2 separate regions of the Rattus norvegicus genome follow, and region 1 is linked to region 2. A link is a contact called in public Hi-C data. All regions are on one chromosome and are shown on one strand. Each heading gives the region's core, a stretch centred on a gene start, on an enhancer-like site or on the middle of the called end of the contact. The rest is flanking DNA. Distances are from core to core; before and after follow the strand shown.

Evidence for each region. A called contact is a pair of places that touch in the nucleus more often than the background predicts.
Region 1: a contact with region 2 is called in a Hi-C map of the A7r5 cell line, with 4 times the contacts expected there. The contact joins two enhancer-like sites. A contact is called at or near these places in 3 of 12 Hi-C or Micro-C datasets (the A7r5 cell line, Schwann cells and mammary epithelial cells).

The regions. Positions count from the first base shown.
Region 1 is chr9:96,599,751-96,602,483 of GRCr8, reverse strand. No RefSeq gene overlaps it. Among named protein-coding and RNA genes, the nearest start is that of Spp2, 150 kb to the right of the region's middle. Within about 2 kb of position 1,318, at least 7 of the 93 cell types and tissues checked have an H3K27ac peak or open chromatin away from gene starts, as enhancers often do. A contact at or near this core is called in the A7r5 cell line, where this site is marked.
Region 2 is chr9:96,407,155-96,410,066 of GRCr8, reverse strand. It overlaps Trpm8 (transient receptor potential cation channel, subfamily M, member 8), which reads right to left. Exons shown (of 26, transcript NM_134371.3): 18 at 2,777-2,868; 19 at 1,843-1,984; 20 at 631-802. Among named protein-coding and RNA genes, the nearest start is that of Spp2, 46 kb to the left of the region's middle. Within about 2 kb of position 1,411, at least 3 of the 93 cell types and tissues checked have an H3K27ac peak or open chromatin away from gene starts, as enhancers often do. A contact at or near this core is called in the A7r5 cell line, where this site is marked.

The DNA of each region.
Region 1 (2,733 bases), core at 69-2,568, 190 kb before region 2:
CCCGTCCAGTGGTCACTTCTCAGAGCTTACCGCCGAGAACCATGACATTACAAAGCTTACGCGTGAGGCTTAGTCACTGGGGTGAAGTCCTGGAAGACAGATCACGAGGTGGACGGACTTAAGTTCAAGTTCAGATAAATGCAGCTGCCTCCTGGATGGACAGGCAGTGAGGTTCCCATCATGAAAGTGTGTGAATGAGCCTTTTCTTCGGATGCCTTTTGAAGACCCACCAAAGGGTGGGGCCTTCCACTTTAATTTCTTGTTTAAAGCATGTGTGTGTGTGTGTGTGTGTGTGTGTGTGTGTGTGTACGCGCATGTACCCACTCATGTGCTCATGCCCATGCAAGTGCACTTGCCTAGCTGGAGGCCCAAGGTAGACATCGTGTGTCCCTCTATTTCCACTGTATTTTTGAGACGGCATCTCTCACTGAACTTGCTAACCATTTTGGATAAGCTGATTGGCCAGTTAGCCCCCAGCATCCTCCTTTCTTTATTCCTCCACCAGCTCTGGGGTTATTAGAATGGTACTGTCATACGAGGCTATTACATGGATGCTGAGCTCAGAGCCTCGTGCTTGCATAGCAAGTGCTTCACTCTTGTGCCGTGTCTACCGACGCTGGTGTAGACGCAACAGTGCTGATTTTATGTGCATCTGTTTCATTACCAGAGCAACTGAGCATCGTGCCCAGTTTTTCTGCTGACGTCTCTGAAGGGCCATTGGATATGCAGTTCCTTTCCTTACTCATAGAGATCGGAATACCAGAAATAAGACCAGAGAACCAGTGGGGTCAAATATCACTATAAAGATGAAGGTGGACAGCAGCCCACTTGAGAACCAGCTCAGTCATGAACAGCATTAGGATTCAACAGTGTGTTACCTCATCCCAGTCAAGGGCCTAGAAGGGTCTGACCTAGGAGAGGTCAGTTGGGGAGCAGGTGTTCTCCAGGAAGGGCTCTGTAGCAGAAGAGGCTCCTCTGTTGTGCCTATCAACTACCTGTGGTTTTCTCCTGTTGCTGCTAAATGTGCTTACAGCACATTTATCTCCTGTCAGGCTTGGCTTGCCAAACTGATTCAGAAGGGCTCTATTTGCCTTTTCTCAGCCAGGCTTGCAACATTTTTCAGAAACCGTTTCAAAGGAGTGAGTGGCAACAGTTGCTGGCATCTTTGACTCCATTGTGTTTAAGATCTCCGTGTGCCACCAGCTGAGCCCTGTGTGTTATGAAATCCTCATGGCTGCCCCTGTGGGAGGAAGGAGCCTTGTCTACACAGAGAAGATGGCCAGTTGCCAGGAACACAAGTGATGTAGGGTCAGGTGGTAAGCCTCGGGTCAGTACCTCAAAGGCCAGGTCACCCTGAAGTCAAGAGCTGTGACTCAGGGGCTCGCATTCCCGAGTCAAGCATTTGGGAAAGGAGAGCATTTATTTGGGTTTCTAACTGCTGTTCTGGGAAGCATGCTCCAAGTTGCTGATAATGGCTTCTGCAGCAGATTCCAAATTAGGGATGATGAAAACGCTCTGGGGAGGCCAGGACTCATCGGAATACTCTGCTTCGAGAGACATCAAAGGCCACCCGGATTCATCTGTCTGCCTAGAGGCACAGCTGTTCCCAGGAAGAGTCTCACACTTGATGCTGTTGGTGGCCCTTTCTCCTCCCCATTCTGTTTTATTTACACGGTTTTAAAAGTAGGCTGTATTGCTGAAATATTAAAAAAACAAAACAAACTGCAGCCATTGGACCAGCTCACCAGTTGAAGGCGTCTGCTGCTAAGACTAATGACTTGAGTTCGATCCCCAGTACCCACATGGTAGGAGGGAACTGACAGCCACAAGTCTTCCTCTGACTCCCACAAGTGTGTTCCCATACTTGCACAATTACATTCGTGTGCACATTCACATACACACAGACTCACACACACATACACACTCACACTCTCACACACATATTCATGTGCACACTCCCATACACACTCACACACATAAACACACTTACACATACACACAAGCATTCTCACACCACATGTACACTCACGTGCACACTCACATACACACACTCATACATACTCACACATATGTACACTCACATACCACAAGCACACTCACATACACACCCACACCCACACACACTGAATTCTTAAAAGAAAAAAAAACCAGTCATCTATTTTAAAAATAGTTAATAGCTACCATTCATTAATTTTCTAAACAATAGTTCTCACGTACTATTAACTGCTCTGGTCTGCTGTGGTGGCACAGACCAGCAATGCCTGTAGTCTCGGCATCTGAGAGTTTGCAGCATGAGGATCCAGGGTTTGAGAGCCTGGAGTGCATAATAAGACTGTCTAAAACAATCAGAAGAAGTCAAATAATGAGCAGCAGGAATAATGTTACTGAAACCATTACTCTGTAAATAACAGCACGTACTATCACCTGTGTATGTGGCAGGAGTGTCGCTCAGCTGCATGAACCCTTACAAAGTCCCGTGCTGTTCTTACTGCTGTTTTACAGGTAAAAAAAACAGGGGCAAAGACAACTTACTAAGTTGTTAAAAACACACCGCTTGCACACCCCTGATCAGAATCCCAGCTTTCATTAGAGCCAAAGCCTTTGTTCTCCATTGCTCTGCCCTGTTGGGAGAACTCATGCCCATAGTGATGCTCTGAGTGAACGGGTACTCACAGAAGATCCTGAGAGTCCCCCAGAGTCAGGGACCTTCACAGGTGCTCAACCCAAAGGAGG
Region 2 (2,912 bases), core at 162-2,661:
CCTAATGTTCAGGAAGCCCTGGGTTCAACACCTCAGCACATTAACCAGGCATGGTGGTGGCACATGCCTGTAATCTCAGTAGGGGTAGGGGGATTAGGAATTGAGGGTGATCCTTGACTACACAGGGAAATTGAGGCCAGCCTGGGCTAGAGGTCTTGTCTCAAAAAAATACTGATAAATAAAGTCAAAAGACTTAAAGATCAAAATGAGAACAAAGTATTATGAGATATTATTTAGAAGTGGGGTGTGTGTGTGTGTGTGTGTGTGTGAGAGAGAGAGAGAGGGGGGGGGAGGGAGAGAGAGAGGGGGAAGAAGAAGGGAAGAGGAGGAGGAGGAGAGGAAGAGGAGGAGAAAAGGAAGAAGAGGAGGAGGGGGAGGAGGAAGAAGAAGAGGAGGAAGAAGAGGAGGAGGAGGAAGAAGAAGAGGAGGAGGAGGGGAGGAGGAAGAAGAAGAGGAGGAGGAAGAAGAAGAGGAGGAGGAGGAGGGGAGGAGGAAGAAGAGGAAGAAGAGGAGGAGGAGGAAGAAGAAGAGGAGGAGGGGGGGAGGAGGAGGAGGGGGGAGGAAAGGATCAGGGATGGGGTCAGAATGTCACCGCCAGGTCCACCTCCACCCAAGCAGAGCCCAGCTTACTGTCCACATCACTGGGCACCTGGCCAAACATGGCCAGGTAGGGCTCATAGATGACAGAGCGGAAGATCCACCTCCAGCGCTGTTCATTTTGCCTAAGGATCCCCTGTCTGGCTACGCCGAAGGCCACCATCCACACAGCAAAGAGAAACAAGAAGAAGAAAACGTCGATGAGCTGCCAGGAGGAGAAAGCAGAACCATTAGAACCACACCCACAGTGACTGGCTACTGACCCTTCCCAACCAGCCACAGAGACAGGCAGAGAAAGGTTCCAGAGGCAGAAAAGTTAAACCATCAAGTTGCCTGGCCACTTACTTATCGATCTTTCATTGATTGATTGACAGATTGCACTGCTGGGGTTAAAGCCAGGGCCTTGCATGAATCAGGCAAGCCCACTACCACTGAGCAACCTCCCCCAGTCCTAGCCACTAATGTAGAAATTGATTCCCGTCAGCTTTAGGTATGGAGATGTCTATTCCCCATAATGAAAACCAATTCCTGATCGTCAAGCAGCAGGCTTGTGAGTGAGGGCCCAGCTCAAAACACAGAGGGCCTCTGTTTGGAGGAACTCTCTCCAGCCACACCTGGTGATACTTGCCAGCTTTCAACCCTCAAATTATTTCTGCAGAATTACTTCTTAGGGAAACAAAAGCACCCCTTGGAAGACTCAAACAACTCCCCTGCCCTTTTTTTTTTCCTGCTGTGTTTTGCACACACAGCTTGACATCACCGTGACTGGATGCCTCAGATATGCTTTGAATTAAAACCACACACTCAGTCTCAGGGTTGGAGAGCGGTGTCCACATGAGCTCATCCAGTGGCCCATCTGATTTCCAGACAGAACCAGCTCTGGGGAGCAACATCCCCAGCCTGCGATTTCCTCCTGTCCTGTATGTAAAAGAAGCCTGCGGTCTCTCACATACAGGGTGTGGCATGCAGAATCCTGTCATCTTTCCGCATCTGACTCCCCATTTATTGCTAGAGAAGCATGTTCTCCTCCTTGAACTAGAACTACCCCATCCATTAAAAAACGGCAAGAACGCCCCTCCCTACATACATTCTGAGCAAACTGTTCAGACTCAAACCGAAGCTTGCTGAAAAGTGGGAACTCTCAGGAAGCCCCATCGACTTGCAGGGTGCGTGGACACTGCTGGTTCTTTAGAGCCCTCTTTCCTAAGCCCCGCCCCGGAAGTGGCCTGTGTGGCGGGCTCTTACCATCCGCTGCAGCATTATAATCTTGGGTCCCAGGTTCCTGCTCACGGTGAAAATGTGGATGAGCCTTAGAGTGAATATAATGTAATCCAGACAGAAAATGACTCGCCCGGAGTACAAAGAGCTTTTATTTGAAGAGTGAAGCCTGTGGGGAGAGAGGGAAGGAAAGCTTGTGGGACAGAGCACAGCATTTCCGAGCTTAATGTGTGTGACTGGGTGTGTACATTATTGTGTACACATACACGCGTGTCTGTGGAGGCTGGGAGCAGACATCAGGCGTCTAACTCCATTGCTTTCTGTCGCCACTGTTGAGTCGGGGTCCCGTACTGGACCCAGAGCTCCCTGCCTGTCTTGCCCCAGCCCTGGGTTTGGGAAATGGTGGATGCTGCTATCCCCTGCTTTTACCCGGGTTCTGTGACTGTGAACGGAGTCCTCATGCCAGCATGGCGATGGGCACTTTGCTGCCGGAGCCACCTCTCTACCTCACTTTTGGGCCTTTAATGATCTTTCTAGACTTAGCTGTCTTCTCACACGCTCTAGCTTTGAGGTTGGAGAGATATACTGGCACCTAGAAGAGTGACTACAGGACCAGCATGCTGGCCAACGTCACATGCACCTTCAACTAAGTGGGCCAAAACAAACTAACATTTGGAAGACACTAAACATCCCCAGTGATCTCACCTTGGGTTGCAATTATGCCCCCACAAAACCTGTCTGAAAAGTGAAAGGAGAAATCATAAAGAACCCAGAATGAGGAGAAACTTACGGTGGCCAAGTTGTGTCTCCACGGGGCAGAGGCAACAGGGTCTTATGATCACCTCTGAGAGGAGGAAAGTGACGGGCCAGGCCTAGCCATGGACTTAAGATGTCCCAGATTTTTTTCTCCATCTTTTGTGCCAAAGTGCCTGAAGTTGGGAAGGTGTCATGAGCCACTTACCGGAATACAATACCCGCTATGAAGTAGAAAAGTCCCAGTGTGTCCATAACGTTCCATAGGTCGGTGAAATAATTCACTCCGTTCATGTACCACTGTGGCAAGAAAGGACAGACAGAGCAATGGGCATCGTGGACAC